Linked DNA regions of Oryctolagus cuniculus: region 2 is linked to region 1. Evidence: chromatin contacts called from public Micro-C data. All regions are on one chromosome and are shown on one strand. Each heading gives the region's core, a stretch centred on a gene start, on an enhancer-like site or on the middle of the called end of the contact. The rest is flanking DNA. Distances are from core to core; before and after follow the strand shown.

Region 1 (6,382 bases), core at 2,129-4,628:
CAGAATCCGGCGCCCCGACCGGGACTAGAACCCGGTGTGCCGGCGCCGCAAGGTGGAGGATTAGCCTAGTGAGCCACGGCACCGGCCGGTCTATGAATTTTGACAAAGGCATATATCCCCACAAATGTAACCACCCTCACAACCGAGACAGGATTATTTTCAATCCCCAAAGCCTCCTCATGCCAAGCCGCAAGTTGCCCCAGTGCCTGGCCCTGGGCAATCCCTGATCTGCCTTTTGTCATCATCAATTAATTTTGCCTGCTCTAGAATTCCCAATAAATGGCCAACACACCATGTGTATTATTTTGTATTTGTTTTTTTTTTTTTTTCACTCAATATAGTGTTTTTGAGATTCATCCTTGCTGTTACAAGTGTCCATAATTCTCTTTTTACTTAAAATACTGATTTGGAAGTGATGACCAACTGTGCAATTTCTCAGCAAGATGAGCAGATAAAGGAAGTCCCTCTGATCTAAAAATTCCATCAACTTTCCCATGAATTGAAGGCCTGAGAATTACACTAGGTTAGCATAGATCACATATTTTTTTAAAAAGATTTATTTATTTGAAAGGCAGAGTGTGAGACACACACACACACACACACACACACACACTACACACAGAGAGAGAGAGATCTTCAATTTACTGGTTCTGGTTCACTTCCTGAATGGCCATAACAGTTGAAGCCAGGCAGAAGCCAGGAGCCTGGAACTCCATTCAGGTCTCCTACTGGGTGGCAGGAGTCCAAGCATTTGGGCCATCCTCTGCCATTTTCCCAGGTGTATTAGCAGGGACCTGGATCAGAAGTAGGGCAGCCAGGAATTGAACAAGCACTCCACTATGAGCTGCCTGTCGCAAATGGTGGCTTCACCCCACTGCATGACAACGCTGGCCCCACAGATCACATTTAAGAAGCAGCTGAGTCCGTACGTTTCTGAGCTCCAGGAGCACAGGAGGGAGGGGAGAAGCAACCCTGGTGAAAGCAGATGCTAGGGAGGATGACAGGGCAAATGTACAGTTCCCTTATGAGCTCAGCCAAATTTGACAATCCTGGGGAATATAAATAGCGGTGGCCCTATTTACATGTATGTTTGTCTTAGGAGACCCGGCAGGGAGTGGTGGGAAGCAGCATTTCCCTGAAGGATTTGAGGCAGCAGAGACAACTGGGCAAAGCAGAGCCTGTCCCAGGCCATGCTTGGTAAATGTTAATGACAATGAGAGCTAATATTTACTGAGTGCTCACTTAGCGTCTGGCATCGTGGCATTGAACTTGGACCTAACCCTAACCTAACCTGGGTTGCACTCCCTTGCACTCTGCACACCACAGTCCTGCCTACCCAGCAGCCTGCACCAAGACTGTGTTGGAGAGCAGTTCTAGAGCTACTGGAACCACTTTGCTTCCCAGCCCAGGGAGCAAGAGTGCCTGGGACTTATGTGCAACTAACAGGTGTGGGAGAGCACAGTGGTCCCAGTTACCCGTGTGGCTTATTCTGTGACCCGCAGGCCTCTCCAGGAGACGGCTCCATCCTCAAAGTTGCTTGGCCCCTGCTCTTCGCAGTCCCATTCCCCATCTTCTCTGCCATTTTCCCCCCTGGAGGACAGTTCTTCATGAATTCGCTTCCAAAAAGTCCTCGTTTTAGAGTCTGTTTCTATAGACTCCAAAGTTAAACTAGGCTAGTATAGTCATTTTACAAATGAGGAAGCTGAGGCTGTCACACACACACACACACACACACACACACACACACACACTCAGAGCTGACTCCTGCTCATCCTACAGGTGAACACTTGAACTTGACTTTCTCCAGCAGCTTTCCCAGAACCCCTAGTCTAGATTGAGTTTCCTGCTCCTCTTCTTGGAGTCCTCCTTTGTTACCCTTATCTTGATGCTAAGTTTACACAGATCTGTGTGATGATCGGATTAATGATCAGCTCCCCTTCTAGACTGCTGGCTCCAGGAGGTCAGGGATCATGGCCCCTTTGCTCTCAGCTGTGTCTCCAGCATCTTGGCACAGTTTCTAGAACATGTAATTGCTCAGCAAATATTTATTGGCTGATTTAAAGTTCCTTCAAGTTCCTCATGGGTGCTCAGTGGCCTCCTGGATACTTTCCTGCTTCTCCTGAGAAACAGGCTAGAAATGCATAGTGTATAACCCCCGAGAGCAGTGCAAGGCCTCATACCCAGTGCTATCCTTCTGTGTGCTTAGGGAAAAGCAGCATCCAGGGAAAAGTGACAGGCTTTTGCTCCAAGAGACCAAAACTCATCAACGGTAGAGTTCAGTCTAGAAGTAGGTCTTGAAAGTTGGGTAGAATTTGAATGGATTCCTAAGAAGAAATGAGAATAATGTTGTAATGAAATACAGTGTCATTTAACTACCTGCACATCCTGAATAAAGTGCACATTCTTGGATCCCCATACTTTTCAACAAAAGTACACTTAGTCCCAAGTTCTCCCTGGGAAGCTGATCGGTATCTATTTCCTTCTATTCCTGCCACGGCAATTTCCCGGCTGTATAAAACTTACAAACTGGTTTGGAAGCATTTGTGGAGAGAGGTGCCATAGAAATGCTTGAGATTATTGAAATAAATGCTGATTGAGAGATTTCCCAGGTGGATATTTAAAATACACACAGGCGCACACACACGCGCACACACTCTGCACTTAGGCTCCTTTGGGCTCTGAGAAGTGGAGATAAATTGTACCCCTTGACAGTGGACTGTAAATCAAGAAGTGTGTTTCACAGTCCCCCACTCTCCGCTTCTGTTTGCTGCTGTCTCGGGCAATCCTTCACCTGCTGGAACACGGGCCTGGAGGATCTTGGCACGAGGCGAGGTGGTGCTTAGCAGCAAGGTAAATATTGGCAGACTGTGCGTGAGAGGTGAATATAAATAAGACATTCCTTAGAAAAGTTCACCTCTGGATCCACCACTTCTCTTACCAATAGTCCTGAGTTTTTGCTAAGTCCAAACAAAAGATTTTTGTACCAATATTGAAGCAGGAACAAATTTGATGAATAATTTTGAAGGCGAATTCATGGTATTATTTCTACAAGTTTTGATCATTGGATTAGATTACTGAACATGCTTTTCCTGACTTCATCCCCTTTAATGCTGTTTATCAATGTTTGCTAGAATTTGCTCAATCAAACCACACTGTCCCACAGCTCAGTTCCTTTGCACTTGCACTTGATACTCTTGGTGCCTGTACTGGAACGTGTTAATTTAAGTTGGATGGAAGCACACGTGGTACCAGGATCATCTTTTATCTCCTTTATGAAGGTTTTCTCGACTTAAGCTCCCACTCCCATAATGAGCCACTTTGTCCTGGAGAAGTTTGATTGCACACATGACTGTGCTCTCTCAGAGAGTCCCTGCTCACAGCCTGTACCCACTTTGAGGCTGTAACCAACACTTCACTGCAACCCACTTGCCCCCTTGTGGCCTCTCAAGCCACCTCCCAAAGCATTTCAGTAATGTAGATTCTACTGCCCTGCTCACAACAGGAGGGCTTACCCTGAAAGTCATATGACCAAACTGCATAAAAATTCCCTCTGAAAATCTTCGTTCATTCCAAGAGCTTTTCATCCCATGGCCAGCTGCCTTATTTCCTCTCTTCTTAAATCTTCTACTCTTCTCTATCCCTGAGCCGTGCAGCCTCCTTCTGCCATGGATTCCTCACTGCCACCCAGTCTCATGGAGTAATCCAGCCTGCTCAGCCCTTCCTCCTTCATGCTCTTGCATCCTTGAAGTTTTAGGTTCTATCCATCAAAGTTTCCCTTTGAGATCAGACCTTTAAAAAAGGCAGCAATGTTTGAAATAATTAGTACATTTATTCTCCTTTTACTAGAGACTGGAGCAACTTGAGAGCAGGAAACCAGCCTCATACACTTTTGTATCTCCTGTGCAAAATCTTTGAAACATTTGTGAAGGGTTTGTGTTTAGCCTATCTGTTAAAATGCCCCTGTCTCAACGTTAGCATTCCTACATTCAATTGCTAGCTCCAGCTCCTGACTCCAGCTTCCTGCCATTGCAGACCCTGAGAGGCTACAGTGATACTTCAAGTAATTGAGCTGCTGCCACCCTTGAGGGAGACCTGGATTGAGTTCCTGGCTCGTGGCATCTGGCCCACCCAGCACTGGCCATTGTGAGCATTGTGAGCTCTCTCGACCTGTCTCTCCTGTTCTGACTCTTTGGCTCCCTCTCACTATCTCTCAAAATAAGAAAAAAATGTAAAATGAATAAATAAATTAAATAACAGTCACTAACTACAATTCTTTTTTTTAAAGATTATTTATTTATTTGAAAGGTAGAGTTACATAGGAGAGGCAGAGGCAGAGAGAGAGAGAGAGAGAGAGAGATTGGTCTTCCATCTGCTGGTTAACTCCCCAAATGGCTACAACAGCTGGAGCTGGGCAGATCTGAAGCCAGGATCCTGGAGCTTCCTCTGGGTCCCCCATGCCGGTACAGAGGCCCAAGGACCTGGGCCATCTTCCACTGCCTTCCCAGGGCATAGCAGAAATGATCAGAAATGGAGCAGCCGGAAGTTGATCATGCAGGCAGTGGCTCTACCCATTATGCTGCAGAGCCAGCCTCGCTAGCTACAGTTCTCAACACTGCATTCGAATCGTGGTTTTCTCCTGTTTGAAGATGTCCTATGCTTTCTCTAACTGCTGGGCCATCCTGATCCCAGGCCTCTGTTCAGCTCTGATGGGCCCTCTCCTCCTTGAGCCTACCATGTCTATTCTTGGTTCCAGGTGTTCATTCGTTTGTCTCTCCAGGGCTATGCTTTCAATAGGGTGATGGTAACCCAGCAGCTGTGCCTTCAATAGGGTGTTGGTAACCCAGCACCAGTCATCCTCATCATTGACATACATTATTTCAGCCCTGGAGAGACAACCCGAGTGAACGTCTTCAAATCCAGTTCATCTGGTATGGACAGGAAATAAACTTCTGTTGTGCTAAGCCATTGCATGTAAGAGATTGTTACTTCAGCACAACCTGTCCTGTCCAGACAGTATTTAAAGTGCTTGAGTAACACTTATGCTTAATTCTCCTTTTTCTCCCCTGTAGAATATAGCACGATGCCTCATGAGTGTTCAGAACTGCTGCTGATTGATTGTCTGTTCTGAAATAGGAGTTGGTATTTATTAGACAATGGGAGATTTCAGTCTCTAAGAAATTAATTGTAGAAGATGATCCCTTTAGTCTTCTCAGAAGATTCTTGCACACAGGGCGGGGAGGCAGAAGAGTATAAATAAAGAAACCTGGGCTTTCAAGCTGAATAGACCAGGGTTCAAGTGCAAGCTCTGCCTTGTGCTTGGCTGCATGACTTTGAGAAAATTAGTTAAGCTCTTGAGTCTTGGTTTTCTCATCTACAAGGAGCACAATATCATCACCTGCCACACAGAATCATTGTGGGGATTAACTGAGAGAACATATGTAAAGCTCTTGGCACTTAATGAATGGTCAACAGACGTCACTCTCGTAGGTCTCTCTTCCTACCAGGAAGAGTGTGGGTTGATGTGAACTCTTGCTTAATTGTCTGCAAACTCCTTCTTTTCCTTTACTCCTTTTGAAATCTTGGTTACTTGCCTATCACATGGATTTACTTAGCTTAGTCCACCTCAGATCTTTAACATCTTGCTTTTAGTGGCTTATGTACTCTGTGACCTGGGAAATTCTACCTGTAACTGCTGGAACTGGCAGTAGCCCTTGGCAAAAGACTCTGACTTGGGGGAAGGTGTTTTTGAGGCAAGCTCTTTGCTGCCAATATTGTAAGCCCCTTGGTGAGAGGAGTAGAACGGGGGAAAGGAGAGGAGTGATCTTCTTGGGACAGAAAGAATATAAGATGTCCCAGTGACCAGTTCCAAGGGAGTCCTACCTGGGCTGAGCCTTGGCTCTCACGGCAGGTGATTGCTCTGTTGAGTGGGAGCCCACTTGTGAAGGCGGTACGGACATCTATTAAATTGTCATCAACAGATGACTCCTTTGAGTCACAGGCCATGGATTGTTGTGTTGTACTGGGCTCCGGGACTGAGCTTTGCATTTCTTGGTGGGTGTATTGTCCCTGCCTGAGTCCTTGAGGCCAGCTCCCTCCCCACATAGCAGCAGCTGCGATGTGGCCTGTCCAGCTACCCCAAATGTGCTTGTGTAACTTGTTTTTCAAAGTCTTGGCAGGAGCTCTGGTTCTGAAGTGAGAAAGCATGTTTACATTCTGGAAGTACAGTCCCAAGAAATGTCTTGCATCACGGTGCTTTGTGACAAATCCCTGCTCCTCAGGTGTCCCAGAGGTTTCTTTTTCCCAGGGATGGCTGGTCACAGTGGTCAAGATCGTCTTGGACGGAGAAGAAATGAGCTTGAGTATGAAGAAAGTAGGCTGGGAA
Region 2 (6,382 bases), core at 1,482-3,981, 57 kb before region 1:
CTGAACAGATTCTTGAGTACTAGAACCAAGCCACCGAACATTGTGGCGATACTTGATCAACAGTTAGTGTGGGTCTTGGAGTCTGATTATTGCCCTGGAGGGACTACTGGGGTTGTTTTCCATCTTGATGGCTGAGAAGAGAATCTAGGGCTAGTGTGTCTTGCAGGAGGCATATTGCCATCACAGTTGATTCACAAATACATTCACTTCCCTGAGTGTGAGGGACAGTTGCTTTTGCGGGCTACAGTTTGGTTGACATTCAACCCTCACCCCCACTGGCTGTTAACCTTTGCTAAAATTTGAGTAACACCAGGTACTTGGTCTCCCTGGGAAGGGCCCCAAATTAACCACCTTCCCAACTTGAAGCTTAGGGTAGTTTATTTTCACTGCACTTTTAAAGCGATAGGAGGAAGTTGAAGGCACAGGACAGGAAGGTGTAGAAAGGGGAGCCTGGTCTACCAAGGATACCATGGCCATCATTTTCTCTGCCCCCTTTCCAGGAAGGCTCACTCTGCCAGGACCCCATACAAGCACCCTGCGTGCACCCTGACAACCACCCTGGAAGGCAGGTGTATCACTGTATGTGAAAGTGAAGCCATCATCTTGGAGTTCTTGCATTTCTATCACCTTAATTTTAGAAAAGAATTCATTGAAGCCCATGGGAGTCTGCCTACTTCCTAATTTTTCTGGGGCAAACTCTGTCCCGTAGGATACATGATCACTTAGAAACTGCACCCTTGCTTCCGCTTTGAGTCCCCGCACAAAGACCAGAGGGATGTCTCCAGTAGCCCCTTGGGTCAAGGGCTGCAGAACCTCTCAGATGCCCAAATTAGCTGGCATTGCAGTAGAGAAACAGACTCCTCCCTGGGGCTGGGCATCTGGAGAGATGGGCTTAGGGCTAACACCATCACTATTCCACAAGATAAGAAAACCTGTATCTCCCATGAGCACTGTACTCCAGTAATTTGAATATCAATCACTTTGGGTTAAAAAATGTATAGAATTTTTCCTCCCTTACTTAACTCTCCTCTCTTTAATTCCATTTAATTCCATTTTTTTGTGGACAGAACATCAACCTGAACTCTCCTGACTCATTCATTCCAGACTTTAAAAAAACTAGTAAGTGAATACTGGTCTTTCATCCACATGAAGTTCTCTTATACATTTACAAACATGACTGCTGCTTGACTTAATGTAGGATCTCTCTCTCTCTCTTTTTTTTTTAAAGATTTATTTCATTTGAAAGGCAGAGTTAGAGAGCAAGACAAAAAGAGAGAGACAGAGAGAAATCTTCCATCTGCTGATTTACTCCCCAAATGGCCGCAACAACCAGGGCTGGGCCAGGCCAGAGCCAGGAGCCAGGAGCTTCATCTGGGTCTCCCATGTGGGTGGCCGGGGCCCAATCATTTGGGACATTTTCCACTGCTTTCCCAGGCACATTAGCAGGGAGCTGGTTTGGAAGTGGCACAGCCAGGACTCTAATGGGGTGCCCATATGTGATGCCAGTGACTCAGGCTTAAGCTCGCTAAGCCTCAGCACCAGCCCCGGGATCACTTTTGAAGCCCAAGAATTCTGGAATTATTGAGCGCTCTCTCCTTTTTCTTCTTTTCCACCCATTCTCCTGATATCTCTGTGTTCCTAGCAATGAACTGGGCATGGGGGAATACAGAAAACAATAGAGTCTATCCACGAGATTTGTGTGTTAAGTCACAAGTAATAATTCCTACATCAGGATGTTTTCCCTTGTATTCTCAACAGTGAAATTTCTTTGCTGTTTTGGAATGTGTATTGTAATAGGTTGATGACTAAAAGTAGCTTATGCTGTTTTGCCAGCATGGTAAAACATGTCCTGGTTAATTCTGACAAAATAGATTATCCCAAATTAAAATGAACACTCTGAAGGAAAACAAACAATTTACAAGTATACATTAATACCTCATAAAACAAGAAGTCTGCTTTTCAAATCCACACAAACCAGCCAGGAGGAGCAAGAAAATTCAGCTGTCACCATGCTTCTAGTTTGTGTGTTTTCCTCTCTAAATCCTGACTAAGCCTCTGCTTAATTATTCAAGTTCTCAAAACAATGGTCTGTTGTCGTGACATGCAAGCCGTGTTTTCTGTGCATCCTAAAATGATCAGGATCACTTCTAGGTAGACAGTGTGGCCAGTGGAGGCACAATTTTCAGCAGGTGCTGGCCAACGTGGGGAACTGGCTTCCCGGGCCTGCCAGGAGCTCTGTGAGCTCCAGCTACAAAGAACTATTTCCTTATCTGCGAAAGGGGTGGGATGGGTGGGATGGGGGGATCAGTACAGCTCCATAGTCCCTTTCAAACTCCAAACACACAGGGGATCTTCAGAACAAAGATGCCAGGGGAAAAAGACTGGAGCAAGCCCTGAGTTCTTGAAATTACCGTCTCATCTGTGCCTCTACAAACATCCTATGGCAACGAAGCGCAGTGTACCTTAAACCAACATTTAATGGGCAGCAGGCACAAACATACATTAATTCGAACTCCCTTCTGTAATTTTCACAGTCTCGATTTTTTTTTTTTCACTTGGTTGGTAGAAGTAGACAGGGTCTCAAAGACAGAGACTCGGTCTTTTCCCTCTAGGTAACTTTTCCACTCTAGCCCTAAGCGCAGTATCTCCTGGTGAATGCTGCAGATTCTCAGGCCCAGCCCCTGGAGATTTGTATTCAAACTGTGCCCAAGGCAGGGTTTCCCCACCCCGCCGGGTGCAGTTCATCTACCTGGCGCCCGATTTAAAGTCCAGATTGCCGGGGAGGCTGAGGCTGCAATCCCCCGGTGTAGGGACGGAGTTCTGCCAGTTCTGGCTTTCCTCTCCGGTTCCTGCTGGGAGGCGTGGACGGTGCCGGGCAGAAGTGCCAGCCTCCCCGCGGGAAGGAAGAGCAGATGGCTCGCTGCGGGGAGACGATCACGTGTCCGACCTCACTCTGGGCTGGAGCCAGACCTCTCCCTTTCAGGGCCCACGTCCTCCGGCCTCAGCGACCCCACCTAGGCACACGGGTCCCGTGTGAGGAAAAGCGGGTGCGTTTCCGTGAGAGCAGAGGAATTGGGGAAGGTGACGAGCAGCGGGGGGCGGAGGGACGGAGGGGATCTGGCTTCTAACAATGGTGACGTTCCTGGATTTGAAATGCAAGCAGGTAAAGCCGGACCTGGGGGAACGCCCGAGGCCGCCGAGCCAGATAACACCCAGGGCCTGGAGGGGGTGGGGAGCTGCGGCCCGCGCGAAACTTGTCCGACGCCCTACTTTGCTCCCGCCCCACTTAGCAGCCTCCCGCCCCTCCGCGGAGCAGAAAGGCCACCCGTTCATGCATATGCAGCAGGATAAGTTTAGCTCGGAGCAGCCCCGCGCCGCGCTCCGCGCAGCACCCGCGCTCGGAGGCGGGCGCTGGGCGCGGGCCGCAGACGGGCGGGAGCAGCAGCCACTAGCGGGCCGCGCGCCCCAGCCTGGCATCGCCCTTTTAAAAAGTCTTCCGCAGGCGGCCGCGCCGCAGCAGCCGGAGGAGGCGAGTTCATCTGAGGACAGTCCCAGTTCTCAGAAATCCCTTCCCTGCTGGAACATCAAGCTCCCTTTACTGCAGTTGAACAAACTGCCCTAGATTGCGGGATGAGGAACCCGCCCCAAACTCGTGCAAGGAGCTCCGGGCGCCCGCGCCCACGTGAGCTAACCTTGACATTAGCCCCCGCACCCGCGAGGCGTGCGGAGAGGCGCGCGGGGGCGGAAAGGGGCGGGGTGCGGGCTCCCTGCGGTCCTAGACCTTCGGTTTGCCCCCTCCGCATGCGTGACTACCCCCACCATCATGTTTCGTAACTCTAGCGGGGTTGCTTTTATATATATATATATACACACACTCTCCTGGTAAAGATGGGTGTGGGGTGTGTTGGGGAGAGGACAGGCCACCTGCCTGTGGTCCCCCTGGGAACACTGCAGAGTAGGGTGTCGGGATGACATCAGCTTCTAAACATAGCCCGCACCGCACCGCACCGCACCCCAACTCCGAGCGCCGCGAGCCCGGCGCGGGGGTGAGACGGGAGCGGGGGAGGCGGGCGCTGCTATCCCGGGCGGGGCGCGCTGGCCGGCCCCGCCGGGCTGTGCGGGAGGAGATGACTTTGCAGGATTCGTGCTCCCAGCATCTGCAGGCAGATTTCTCCCGCGATGGCCCGGCCACGGGGTTAGGAACATTCCTGCTGTTCGGCGCTTGCCCCTGCCCCACAACAGTCATGCACGCACACGCGCGCGCCCAGCGCCGAGTTCCAGTGTGCCTTTATTAATAAATCAACCCCACCCCGAACCCCAGCGCCCAGGTTGGGGCCGGGGGCCTTGCCCTGCGACCCTGCGCGGGCCTCCAGCGCAGGCTGCGCGGGGGTCGGCGCGGCCCTCGCGGTGAGTCAGAAGGGCTGTGTTTCCTGTGGTTGTTGTGGAACACTTTGTCCTTTTTACCACCGCCGCCCCCCCCCCGCCCCGTCTCCACCCCCTTGGTAAATATAGCGCTCACGTTTCATCATCCCTTTGTCCAACGAGTGCCAGACGCCCCGGCCCGCGGCCCCCGCCGCCTCCTCCCCTCCCGCTCGCCTTTACCTCGCGTAACCCCGCGCGGGCGGGCAGCAGCCTGCCCCGCGCCCCCGCCAGCGCCGCGCCCTGGCGCCGCAGTCCCCTGCCACCCCGCCCCACTCGACCCCCTCTCCAGCCTCGGGTCCCCGTCGCGACTCCTGGCGCCCCAGGAACGGCCCGACGCGGGTGCGCGGGTGCAGTTAGAAGGTCGACACCCCTTGCTCCCAACCCGAGGCCTCACTCCCACACCTGGGCCAATACGGGATCGTCCAGTTCGCCCCGCCACCCCAAGTTCCGAGGCTCCCCCCACCCCGTTCCCCTTCCTCGGCCCCCTCCCAGCGCAGGTGACAAGCTGCCAAGACGGTGTCTGATTCACCGAGAGCTGAACCAGCTCCTGGAACTCAGGGGTGGGCGTCTGGTGACTCGCCCCCCTCCCACCCCTGCCCCTGCTGCGGTGGGGACGAGCGAAGGCAAGCGGAGTAGATGGCAGGCGAGACGCGCGCGTGCTCGCTCTTCCCCCTGCTCCCTCCCGCTCTTTCATTTCCACGCACACAGCCACCCACCGGGGACCGGAGGCGGCTGGTGTTCTCTGAACGCAGGGAACTGGCTCTCTCTGTGGTCTCCTGTTTACTTCCCTCGTCCTCTCCCCTCCCCCCCACCCCCTCCTCCCCGCCCAGCACCCCGCGCCGCCTCCAGCCGGGAGCAGCTGGGAAACCTGCAGCAAAACACTGCAGTCAGTCATGGGACTTCCCTGGACTGGAGCTGCGCCCCCGGCTAGCCCTGTCCTGCCCTGCCTTGTCCTGTGTCCAGTCTTTGTCCAGGAAAGAATGGCTGTACGGGCTCCCGGTCCGGGAACGTGGAGGAGGGGACAGCCTCCCCTCCTCCCCTGCCCTTCCTCTCCTTCCCAGCCCTTCCCACCACAGACCACCCTGAGGGGGCCCTGCCTGCCTGTCCTTTTGGCCAGCATTCAGGGCCACCCCCATGAGTGGCCACCTGTCCAGGGAGGGGCGGTGTGACAGCTGACAGTGTGCATGCAGGACGCTGCGGAGCTGGCCTCTGTGCCATCACAGACTGTCCTGTTCCTGCCAGGGTGCCCGAAGTTCCCTGGAGACCAAGGGTTGTCAGGCAGACTCCCCAAACCTGCCCCTAGGGCCATACCCGCTCCTCCAGGAGTCTGGCAGCACTTTCCCTTTTCAAAGCTCGCTTCCCGGCAGGGGCAGGAAAGGACTCAGCCTGTCTCCCTAACTAAGCCTCGGAAACAAAGGACACCCAGGCAGCCTGGAGGCCTCCAGCTCCGGGTGCCGCCCGACTGACGTTCACCCCATTTAAAAACACACCTCTTCACCACCACCCTCGGCTCCACTGCCATGGTTACCAGCTCCCTGTCCTTCAGGCAGCACAAATGTTGCACAGAGGCAGAGACAAACAAGGGCATTTAAAATGTGCTTTTAAATACCCTAAGCACTGCCCTGGTATTTGGTAGCAGAGGAAAGGGAAGAAAAGTCCTGAGTGTGCCATGTTTCCTTCTGACCCCACAACCCCGAATAAATCCTGGACCCTGGCCGGCCTCTCAGCCGCCAGGAGTGGGGAAGGAAGCTCCTTGGGAACCTGGAGGGTGGACTTCAGAACAACCCCTTGGCAGGTTAGACCCTCTGTGCCCTCTGCTGCTAGCGTTAACCCCTCTCCCTGCTGGCTGCTTGAGGTACCTACAGCACCGGCTCCTCTTTGCTGTTATCTGCAGGCTCTCCTGCTGGCACGCTCATTCCCCGGTGACTAATACCTAGTGGTGCACAGTCCCTCACTCCAC

What was found. A called contact is a pair of places that touch in the nucleus more often than the background predicts.
Region 2: a Micro-C map of ear pinna shows a contact between it and region 1, with 5 times the contacts expected there. The contact joins the promoter of KLF9 here to the enhancer-like site in region 1. A contact is called at or near these places in 4 of 6 Hi-C or Micro-C datasets (ear pinna, liver, psoas muscle and 1 more).

The regions. Positions count from the first base shown.
Region 1 is chr1:159,966,382-159,972,763 of mOryCun1.1, reverse strand. LOC108176622 (a long non-coding RNA gene) reads right to left here. Exons shown (of 3, transcript XR_007924301.2): 3 at 4,274-6,333. Among named protein-coding and RNA genes, the nearest start is that of KLF9, 57 kb to the left of the region's middle. Within about 2 kb of position 3,378, at least 3 of the 8 cell types and tissues checked have an H3K27ac peak or open chromatin away from gene starts, as enhancers often do. A contact at or near this core is called in ear pinna, where this site is marked.
Region 2 is chr1:160,022,804-160,029,185 of mOryCun1.1, reverse strand. KLF9 (KLF transcription factor 9) reads right to left here and starts at 2,731. Exons shown (of 3, transcript XM_051858717.2): 1 at 1-2,731.